Linked DNA regions of Zea mays: region 1 is linked to region 2. Evidence: chromatin contacts called from public Hi-C data. All regions are on one chromosome and are shown on one strand. Each heading gives the region's core, a stretch centred on a gene start, on an enhancer-like site or on the middle of the called end of the contact. The rest is flanking DNA. Distances are from core to core; before and after follow the strand shown.

Region 1 (5,797 bases), core at 2,236-4,735, 470 kb before region 2:
AATTCTCAATTCCTTTTCTATTTATCGTTACCTTCCCCTTCCGAATGGATGAATCAAAAAAAAAAAGGGAATCAGATAACCAGTTCCACTTCCACAGATGAATATGGATATGCTGGAAACCACCAGATTCCTCCACATCTACCAATCATATAGCTCTACAAATTCTACATAAATAAAAGATGCCTCACAAAAGTAGAGGACCTTGCAAACACTAGATCTTCCTTTCCTCCTTCCAAGGGGCAAGGGCTCTGCATCATAGCTTAGCTTCAGTTTCATTTGGCCGCCATGTCGTCTTCTGCACCAACAGCAAGCCTTCTTTCTCCTGGAAGTAAGACATGCGGACCTCCCAGTGGAGAGATTTCAGAATGTTCTCCACCTCACTTGTTGTTTCAATGTTGTCTCTGACAATTAGCCGGCCTTGTGGCCTCAACACCCGGTCCACCTCCACGATAACAGGTAATAGCTCGCACCTGCACAAGGAGACGATCAGCCCCCCACCCCAGGCAATTTAGCAGTACCCTACCCAAGGACGACGGCATTACCTCTTCTTAACCTTGGAGAACAGATGGTTGGCGTGCACAAGATCATAAGTTCTCGGATAGGTGCTAAACGACTCACACCAGTCATGGTACAGTCCAAACAGCCCGCGCTCATATATAATTGGAAGCGTGTCAGGTGAATCAATTGGAACCACATTCATGACCCACACCTTGAGATCGCGCAAAGCTGCTGCGAACCTACAACAGAAAAAAAAATGAGTCCCAGTGAAAGAGGAACTCCACATGCTCCGAAGGTTAGACTCCTTACCCTGCATATACGGCTTTCATATCCATAACATTTCTAACAGTAGACCAGTCAATACCCAAACCATTCATGTATGAATTGCTCACGACTCGCTTCCAGTGTTCATAGTCTGCTTGAAAATCCTCCGGGGCAGGTTTCCCATATACTCCAGCCTCAGAACCTCTCAGCCAATAAGGTGGTTTCTCCAGTCTCAATGGCCATAACTCAGGCCACTGTGAACCACGAACGGTAGGATCTACAGGCAACTTATGCATACAAGCCCCCAACGATATGTTCCTAAACAGTGATAAGGGATGAACCCAAGAATATTATTAGGTTTATAATTAGGTGATCACCACCAAAGGTACAGCCTGTTGAGAACAGTTACCAGGCAGCATCAGGATCGTCGTACTCTCCACAGAGTGGAGGGTTTGTTTCAGATCTTGCTTCGTAGCAGCTGTTGTCTGTTGGCTTTCTGTAAATTGCTATACCCACTCTATTCACCCTATCCTTTACTTTGTTGACCATTTTCCAGCACATTGAACTGGTTAGAGCAGACATGGCTACAGCAAGGCAGAACAAAGATAACTCTTGGGGCATGAAATTCGTAATTCACTGTAATAACTGTAGAGAAGAAATTAAAGCATGGAATACCTTGCCATATCTCAACATCTTCAGGCAGCTTCTGGTATACGGGTGTAGCAGACCACACAAAGTAACCACCAGGACGTAACAGTCTGTCCAGTTCAAGCAAGAGTTTACCGCCTGCCAAATAACTAACAGGCATAGTGTCACAGAAGCAGCTAACACAAAGGGACTGTATTGTGCTAGAGCAGGATTCTCATGATAGAAAGTACCTTCAATATGCCACGGTACCCTACATCGTGCACAATGAACAACATCAAACACCCTACTGGGAAATGGGAGCCTTTTTGTACCCATGACAGCTGATATAGCAGGTATTCCTCTTTCAAGAGCAAACTGAACCTGAGCTTCGTGCTCATCTTTAGGTGCAAATGACATAGTAATCACATCTCTGTCAAATAGATATCCTCCAAAGCTAGCTACTCCACAACCAACATCTAACACTACACGGCTTCGTTTTCCCCATGCTACATCCTTCTTTGCCTGTGTAGTATAGCAATAAAAAATGCCAGTAAACAAGCATAACTACTACATATATGCATGAACTCAATCCAAGGAAAAACGTTCAGGGCGCCTACTCAATGAATCATGAGCATTCTGTCTATCAACTTAGCAGATATTTTCAATAAATAGGTAAGAAAATATTATAGTGCACACTAGCAGCCGACAACATGGAAAGCGTATTACCTCCTGAATAAAATCAATGTAGCGCAACGCACCATGTTTAAACTGAGTCCCGCCTCCGGGGAAGGTGAGGTATTCTCCAGAAACCTTAACCCAGTTTTGGTGTCCCTTGTATTCAACCAGCTTAGTATGAGGAACGTTATTGTACCATATCTGTAGCGATAAAACATTGAGTAAGTAAATCGACTTGGCAGATATAGCATCATTATTAAGGCACAGCACAAACCTGATCTCTGCTCTTTGGCCACCTAATTGGATTCCTGTAGCCCTCTGGTAGAGGAACAAGGCAGGTAGGAGATTTCTCGGGGCAATGCCTTTCTCGGTGTTCGTAGTGCTTGGTGGAACGGAGCTTCTTGATAGCTGCTACGTTGTCGAGGCATGGAATATAATCTGCTCCAGCATCGACGTTGCATAACGCCCAACGGAAGCTCAGTGGGCTACTGGACGTCAAGGTTTGCTCTTTAGCGTCCTTGTTAGATTGTTCAGCCTTGGTTGACCATGGTCCGCGCTCTGTAGTGAAAAGTTCTTGTTGCTGATTTTCACCATCCATGCTGTCTGTTACAGGAGGCAATTGTTGTGTAGCAGGTGGTGGATCATCATGGGTGGTGATGCCATCGCCCTGATCAGCACTGGTTAAGCTTCCGGTGGCAGGAGGAGAGTCATGAGGCCTCAGTGGACGCACTTTGGACTGAAATGGAGGGAACTCGGCAGGGGTGACGAGCATGGACGACGCCATCCACACAGCCACCAGGCAGAGCGCGACGAATACGGCGACGGTGGTTGTGGAGCAGCAGAGGTAGGACGACTGCGGCGGACGCCGGACATCGAGCCGCGTGTGGCCGAACGGCATATCGATCGGTGGGTCCGAATCCAATTCTCACATCCAACGCTGTGAGCAATCAGCTGCCTGGACCAAAACAGTTCAAGGTAAGCGGATTGCATACATCGTTGGCATTCTCGGTAACAAAAGTAGCTTAATCGTTGGGGTTCGAATGCAGGGTAAGAATCGAGGACAGGAGGGGAACTAGCGAAATTGGCAACGAGTCCCAGAAGGAAATTGAAATCGAATTGCAGGAGCATCAGGAGAGAGGAGAAGTGATCTGGTACGTACCTTGTGGCAATGAATCGATGAGAGGGGATGGGTTGAAGCAGGGGACTTGATCCAGATTCCGCTTGTCGGCCGCTAAGAACAGACGCCGAAATGGACAGGCAGACGTCCAAACCCTACTTTAATCTATGAGTAATCTTTATGGTCTTGTCTTTTGGCGGAGAGGACTGATAGCTGGAATCAGTAGGGAGGAGGAGGGAAGAATTGGGCAACGGAGCAGTAGCTACCGACCACCAACTCTTCTTCGCTCTATTTTCCTTCGTTTTCCTCCAGGCAGTATTTTACGCATTTGTTAGGTAGATATCTATTTATTTATATTATTTAAATAGCTAGAGGCACAAACTTTGCTTTAGGACGTGTTTGACATCGCTCTTCAATGCTTTCTGTGCTGACTATAGTATTAGTTAAAGTATATTTGTTAGTTCATATATTATGTATATGCATTTATAGGTTGCTTTATATCCTAAGTCCTATATTATATATAAATCGATCAAGTGTTTAATGTAATACATCTATTTAATTACATTAATTCTATTTTTTATGATATCGTGAGTCTAGGTTTAGATTTTAATTCTAGACGCAATGAGCTTTCACAATCGTGGGTGAGAGAGAGATCTATCTATATGTGTGGGGGTAGCGCTACCATTTAACACTCGATCGTATCGATCCAAATGATTTTTTTTGTCGTAGCTGTTGCACAGAAGATCGGGATCTCCTCATGTGGTCATCATCGCTAGGTCGTTACTGCCTCGTTCCGGGCTCATCATTGAGCCACATTCCTATCACGTGGAGGCATACCCCGACCCTAAGCGGCCATGAAGGCAGATAGATCATGAGTGTTGTTGATGGGCAAAAGTGATCATATCCATCAATGTCGTTGGTACCCGTTGTGCCATCATTGGTTGTAGTAGCTCGCCTCTCCGAGTGTTGTGCACTCGCCGTGTCTGCATGTGAGATATTGTTCGATGCACCCATGAGTTGTACATGGTAGATCCCACTGTTGTTGTACAATTTTTAGTTTTTCTGATCATTGATGGGGATTGTGTCGTCCACCGCCTGTTGACCTCACACATACTACATAGACATTCACAACAACTACATTAGCATCTTGGGGATGCCTTTTCGCTACATTGTTGATTTGCCACTGCCACCATATATTGGGATGCCTCCACCAACTTCTTCCATCATCGCTCTGCCTCATGTGTACTTGGTTCGTACAACCGCTTATGTACGATCCACTCAACTCCCATGACATCCATTGTCGAGTACTATACACAACTTCGAGCAACATGGTTGTTGTTGTTTTGACTTTTTTTCTCAAATATGCAGTAGAGCTGCGCATTAATATATAAAAAAAGAGGAAAAGGGGGAATTGAAACATTATAAAAACCATCAACTAAAATAATACATTTAAGATTATTAATGATAATTAGGGTAATAAATTTTCTTTCAAACATTTGATTTTTATTTTGCATAGAGAATAATTTTTTGTTTTATTCATGTTTGATTTTGGATATTTAGTAGAATCTCCTTCTTAATGAAAATCCAATTAAATAATATAATAATTATTGGTCTAAAAATAAATATTTTAGCTATAAATAATTTTGGTATAATTATTATGATTTTTAGGGTTATTTAAAATATATTTTGAAATAGAAAAGAAATAGAAAAAACAAAAAGGAAACCGAAACCCTAACTACTTCATCCCACCAGCGACCCAACAACCGTCGCGCCCTAACCCTCCCACCGCCTCTCACTTGCAGGCGGGGCCCACCCGACCCCGGGCCCTTCTCCCTCCCGCGCCGCCATCAGGGCACGTGTGTGCGCGTGTTGCGCGCCCCGCCACCGCGCGCTCGGCGTCCGGTCGCACCGCGCCTGCCCCCGCGTCGCCGCTGAAAGGGAAATGTGCCCTTGGGCCATTTCTAAGTATTTTGGTGATTGAGTGCCAACACAAGTGCTTAAATGTGAATTTATGCTCATGGATGGACAAAGTGCAAATCAAGAGTAAAGGTATGTTTCTAAGCCTTAGTACATTGGTTTTGTGTACTAATATACTTGTCTAAGTGTTAGAAACAGAAAAGAAGAAGAAAAGAGGTGAAAAAGGTTTGGCTGTGTACAGCCAAGACTCAGCTCAGTCTGACACACCGGACTGTCCGGTGGTGCACCGGACAGTGTCCGGTGCGCCAGGCTGACTCGGCGCGAAGTGGCCGCTCTCGGGAATTCGCCGACGGCATACGGCTAAAATTCACTGGACTGTCCGGTGTGCACCGGACTGTCCAGTGAGCCAACGGTCGGCCGGGCCAACGGTCGGCCGCGGAATCCGCGCGCGACACGTGGCCGAGCCAACGGTCGGAAGGGGGCACCGGACTGTCCGGTGCGCCAACGGCTCCCAGATCTGCAACGGTCGGCTGCGCCATTTTAGGAAGGAGATCAGGCACCGGACAGTGTCCGGTGTGCACCGGACTGTCCGGTGCGCCCGATGACAGAAGGCAAGAATGGCCTTCCAGATTTGCTCTCAACGGCTCCTAGCTGCCTTGGGGCTATAAAAGGGACCCCTAGGCGCATGAAGGAGTACAC
Region 2 (5,935 bases), core at 1,776-4,275:
GATAAAGGAAAATGGAGAAGTTTGGAGCTCTAGTTACATTACATCATTAATACATATTAAGTGAGTGCAGGAAAAAGGTCAAATAGACAGCAAATTTAATACACCTCCAAAATAGATGGGCGAACTTCAATGAGCTGAACCCAGGCTGAACAAACCTATCAAGTAAACAGGGAGAATTAGCAAGATGTTATGTGCCATCAAACAATCATTATTGGCATTTGCGCTTGCTGACAAATCAGCTATAAGCCTAGAAAATAAATCCTGCTTCAAGTATGAAATAATTACATTTGCTTTTGAATCTTATTCTCTTGCAAATAAGTAGCATGCCATAATGTGCAATTTCATTGTAACAAATAAGTTGGTACGATAAGTAATTATCTACGGTGAATACCAGTTTCCGAACATCTGCTGAAGGGTCCTTTGCAAGGTTGAATAATCCCTGAATATACTGATCCATAGACATGTAGAGTGCCTGTGTGAATCCAACAGTGAGTCAAAAGTGTTGAGAAAGATAAGCTGAAGATGGGACTAGGACTCTTACCGATGGCATCACTACTATGTACTGATTTATACAACCCAACGATAGTTTTCTCAAACTTGCATGTGGTGACTGGAAGAACTGAAGGAAGAAAAAAGGCAGCATGTATCAGAATGAAACCCCATAAATATGTTAAACCAGACTGTTCAAACATCTATATGCCACCACAGATACATGCTCAGCTGAATTATAGGCAACTGGTGTACGAAGACATATATATGATCATTTACAGAGAGGAAGTCAAAGTGTCGATTCTGTAGGTATATAATTGGTTGTTTCTGGATATTGGATATAGACCTGCAGTATTTTTGGCATAAACACATTGATCGGTCGTTCAGACAAACCAGGAACATCAACATCGAGCTCTTCAGGGACATCCTCACAGATCTGTCATCGGAAAGCAAGACTTTGAGAACGCAAATTGTAAGATATACTACATCATGCTGGTTTAATGCATGGAACCCCTAGTATGACAGAAGTGCACATTACCTTGTATATCGCATCCATAGCACCTTCCATGTGATCCAGGTCATTACTCTCCAAACACTTATGGAGTGCCTGAAACAACTCAATCCATCCAGCGACTCGTACAATTTGGAAAAGTACACTGATCACTGTTCCAACTGTGGATCTAATAGCCCTATTGGTTGCCCCTATACATGGTAACAGCTCAGACTTAACATAATGCTGGGACGAAGGTTGCATAGAGATGAAAGTCGTTCGCAGATTGTTTTTCAGTAGTAGACCAGCTGCCTGTCTAACTTCAATTGATTTCCCCTGGTACAAAACAAAAAAAAAGTAAATGCATGTCAGATATGTCGAAGAAAAAAATAGCTGGACCTACAAGCATAGTCATACCGGAAGATAATTTTGCTCCATAACAAGTAGGAGACATCCCAACGTCGAAAACGTTTTAGAACAAATAAGCACGGAAAAGAACACAAGGGAAGCATGCAATCCACTATTTTCATCCCACATGAACTCCATGATTAATAAATGACACCCTTATTGATTCAATTCATTGTTTATCACTGTTTCTTATAATTGCCAATCAAACATGAAACTAAATTTGGTAATAACCAAAATACAAATCGTACACAGAAAGTTAAAAGTAGCAGTCACTCTGAATGTGTTTTTTTTGTTGTTGTTCCAGAGTCTAGATCACGCCAATGCTACCATATGGTTCCTGGTGTGGTCTCACTATCAAAACATAAAAGACCAAATATTTCCTATCATATGTATCTCTAAGTAAACTTTTACAAGGAAAATGTTTTAGATAGTGGGATCAAGCAGTCACTCACCTCCAGGGACGAAACTAGAGCCCAGATAATCCGAGTGCACATTTGACATTTCAATATAGACATGTAATAAAAATCTTCTCCAACTGAAATTTAGAGTGTGCACACTGCACAAGTGGTAAAATCTAATTATTAATCACTAAAAACTATTTTTCCCTGGTGCATGTGCACTCGGCAAGCCCTAGATGGCTTCGCCCCTGCTCACCTCCAGTGGTTACTTTGATCTTCGTGGGAGTGGGAGCATCACCAGTCGAAACTCAAACACCACTAGAACTCAAGTAGGCAAATTAACTAACCATCTGAGCAAGATTTTGACGTGCACACATGACTGCACGAGGATTCTAAAAATATCGCATCATTTGCAGTTTAAACATTCTGAGCAATTTGAGAAATCATTACCACAATAAGTGATGATGCAGTGGCAAGTAGTAGACATAAAATACTAACATGGAAACAAGCTCTCATCTCTTACTGTGCATCGGCACAATCTGCGTAGGCTAAGCCCTACATGAACCTCTGACTCCGCAACAAGACAATTCAAATTACCACCGAATCAAACTGAAATGCTACGGTAGGTAGCCTTATGTCGGCACTGAAATTTTAGCTTGATCACCAGCGCATCTTTTCTGCCTTTGTGTGTACACAAATAGCGCACATAACGTACGTTATCATTTCCATTAGAACACCAGGGTATCAAGATCGATTTGGATTAGAAGTTAGCACGTGTGATCCAAGTGCTAAATTCCAGTGGCGACCTAGGGGTCTATGGAGTCAAACAACAAGCTTCAAATCTCCAGTACCATCGGAGAAAACCCTAGACTTTGCTGACGGCGTGGCGATCGGAAGAAGCCAGCGAGCGATTGAGGTGGAGGTGCCACTAGGAGGAAAGGAAGGCTCACCTCTCCGCGGGCCAGGATGAAGGTTAGGTAATTATTGAAGTCGGGGAACTGGCTGTAGTGCTGGAGCTGCTGCCAGATGCGGGCCTGGTCGGAGTTGGGGGAGATGTGCGCCTCCAGGAGGGTGCAGATCTCGTGGAGCCCCTGCTCCTGTGGCTGCCATATCGCCGGCGCCGCCATCGACGATCCGCCGGGAGTGGGTGATGGGGATGAGATGAGGCGGCGGCGGCGGCGGCGGCTTGGGGAGGGAGAAGAGGAGGTGGAGTAGGAAGCAATTGGCGGAGCGCAGGAAGTCCGAATCCAAACTAGTGAAAAGCGCAGGGGTGGACGCGCAAGAGTCAAGACTAACGAGGATGAGTAAAGGACTAAAGGTCCTGTTTGCAACCGTAGGTCTCTTTTGGATGGTGGGAAAAAATTTCGTTTCCAGTGTTTTTCCGTTAGGGCTAGCTTGGAAACCTCAATTTCACACGGAATTCTTATTTTCCAAAGGGAAATTAGTTCATTTTCTCTTGGAAAAACGAGAATCCCGTGGGAAATTGGGGTTTCCAAACTAGCCCTTAAACTGAACCGATTCCTGAAATTCCTATATGATTTCTGAGAAATTCCTACCTTTCAAAGGAGGTATTAGCCAGCCACTTAATATGCATTGTGATGTGATGGTACATCAATCATATTTTATATAGTGTAATTGGTAGTATAGTGCAACATCTGAGGTTCTAGCATGTTGGTGTTTTGAAAAACAGCACTAACCTAAATTTGTATATGCCTATTTTGAATGTGGATGGTGTGCGTAGTGGTCGCAAAATTTATATTGGTTCGAGGAGAATTTCTCTACTTTCAATCTTTGGGGCTCTCACTATCGGCACCTTGTTGCTGATTGTTCGTAGTAGGGGTTACAAGTGGATGAGAGAGTGAAGAATCACAATCTCTAAGCGATGTTGGTTCCGAAGATCTACATATCGGGTGTTCGCTATCAGGCTAAGTCGTCGAGTGCTATTATCTGTGTCTCCTTTTTCTCGGTCCGGGTTGACCCTCCTTTTATAGACTAAGGAGGGGGTTGATTACAAGTGGCTTCCCTTGGAAGGGATCACTGCGCTGTGGTAAAACGAGGTGTTTTACCCTCGGTAAAGATCTGTACGTCGATATTCACCCTCGTCGTCTGGCTTTCTAGTCGTGCTTCTTTAAGTTCGCCGGGACAATGTGTGCGGGCGGTGGGGAGTCCAAGTGTCATCATCACTCCCTCTGCTCCATGACGACTCTTAGTCTTCATAGCCTAACTTTTGGTGTCCCTCGTCGTGTTATGGGCTCCGTAGGGGAGTCAGGCATAGGCTATGAGTGAGGCGCAGACCTAGGACTCATAGGTCATAAGTGGGCTCTGGCCTAGGGTGCGTAGGCCATGAGTGGAAGAAGCAGCAATTCCTTTACGCGTTGCAGCTCGGTGTAAGACACTCGCGCTGTAGCTCGGTGCAAGACACTGTTAATGCAATCGGTCATTAATGGTGGGGGCAGTATGTCAGTTAGACACATAATCCACTCGAGTGGGTCCTTACGGTCCCTCTGACCCCTCATAGTTCTGCCTTACCTAGCCCCTCAACTCGGTGTCTCGGGCCATCAGGGGGCGGGTCCTTCTTTGCCTGACCTCTCATTGGCCTCCCTTTTGACTCATGGCCCCCAGGGTTCTAATCCCTGACAGTAGCCTCCGAGCCCCCGAGGGGAGAGTGTCTACCCTTGGTGGCTTCATTTTTGTTGGATCGGGTAGCGCTCGATTCCCGCAGCCAGTCCCAAGGGATCATCCTTTATTCGCATACCAGTTAAAGTGTTTAATTCTCTAAGAGATGAGACAATGTATGCACCGATCTCTTCTTACCCATGGAGTGTCGGATTTTTGTCGCCTTTATAAGTACGAGCGGGGGTCATCAATTGTCATACCATGACTCTTGCTTCTCATTGACCCCTCAGATGGGTTCCTGCAGTGGGTCGGTTAACGGACCCTGGCAAGGAAGAGGCCACGTTGTGCCCATGTTAGGGTCGGGGTAAGGTCTTTAGCCCTCGAAGTCTTCCTTCTCCCCCTTTTCTCTTTGACGTTTGTTTTCTACTGTAGAGCAACCTCCAATAGTCGGAGGTGCTTCTTTCTGCAGGGTAGTCATGGTTGGGTCTGTGGGACCCTCTCCTTGTTCCTTGGAGCTCAAGGAGAACCTTGATGCCTCCTGCACGGCCATAGACGCGACTGACACCGAAGTGAGCCTACTCTAGGACCAAATTGCCAAGTTCGATGGGCGTGTGTCTGGTAATGTTCTTATTTTGATGTCCATATGCCTTTCATTAGTTTTTAATTTCTTCCTCGCACTTTTCCTCTACCCTTTAGTTTTAGAGTCTGAGCTAGAGAAGCTTCGTCATTGGGTGGGCCAGACTGTTGAGTGCATTGGGGCTCGCGACTCCTTCTCGGTGGGACGCTTAGACAGTATGTCGTGTCACATCCGAGATATTATGGATTTTAGCATTCACCGAGGGGTGGGCGTAGCCTTGGTCGTCGAGGAGCTTCGGTCTGGATGCTGTCTCTAGGACGTCATTGGTCTTCCTTAGGACATTCCTGATGATGGGCTGGAAGACATATTGGAGGGTTTCGATGAGGTTGTCAGTCCCATCGTGGACAGGCTATCTGCGAATGATACCATTCGCAAAGCCTATTGTATAATATGTCTTGTTGTTTCCCTTTTGAAAAGGAACATAAGTTTCAATATTTGTATTGCTCCCCTGTTGTTTGCCTGCGGAGTTGTGCTTCGTGATCTTACGTTGGTTCGATTTCCTTCAGAGGTTCATAGGCCCAACTTGTTAGGTCCATAGGTCACCAACCATCTTAAAGATGTGAGTCTCTAATCGACTATCCTTGCAAATAGACAGTGCAAGTTCTCTTACCCTGTGTCGCTTTCTCGACCCCTGCTCTCCCTTGTCTTTTTATTCGTCGCCATGGATCAGAGTGGACCGTCGAGGGATGCCCCCATCTCGTGGGTGGGCTTTCGAGAGGTTGTCCCTTGAGGTGTTGGTACAGGTGCTTCTTAATCCGTCAAATTTACTTGTTCCCCTCACCTTCTTCGATCTTTTTTGGTTTCCCTCAGTGTGATGGTCCACCCTCCCAAAGCGTGGGGAGGTCATGGCTCTCTACCAAGGCCGACCAACCCATTGGCCCACACGGGCGACGTCGG

Evidence for each region. A called contact is a pair of places that touch in the nucleus more often than the background predicts.
Region 1: a Hi-C map of tassel shows a contact between it and region 2, with 1.8 times the contacts expected there. The contact joins the promoter of LOC100285199 here to the promoter of LOC100381988 in region 2. A contact is called at or near these places in 2 of 25 Hi-C or Micro-C datasets (ear and tassel).

Annotation. Positions count from the first base shown.
Region 1 is chr2:27,897,772-27,903,568 of Zm-B73-REFERENCE-NAM-5.0, reverse strand. LOC100285199 reads right to left here and starts at 3,485. Exons shown (of 9, transcript NM_001158093.2): 1 at 3,224-3,485; 2 at 2,339-3,019; 3 at 2,116-2,265; 4 at 1,641-1,911; 5 at 1,438-1,548; 6 at 1,172-1,346; 7 at 808-1,080; 8 at 543-737; 9 at 1-470. The coding sequence starts at 2,962. The coding sequence ends at 254. It overlaps LOC118476293 (a long non-coding RNA gene), which reads left to right and starts at 2,677. Exons shown (of 2, transcript XR_004856161.1): 1 at 2,677-3,039; 2 at 3,111-3,314.
Region 2 is chr2:27,431,157-27,437,091 of Zm-B73-REFERENCE-NAM-5.0, reverse strand. It overlaps LOC100381988 (Transportin-1), which reads right to left and starts at 3,025. Exons shown (of 29, transcript NM_001174758.1): 1 at 2,736-3,025; 2 at 1,028-1,315; 3 at 836-925; 4 at 542-619; 5 at 392-472; 6 at 105-155. The coding sequence starts at 2,912.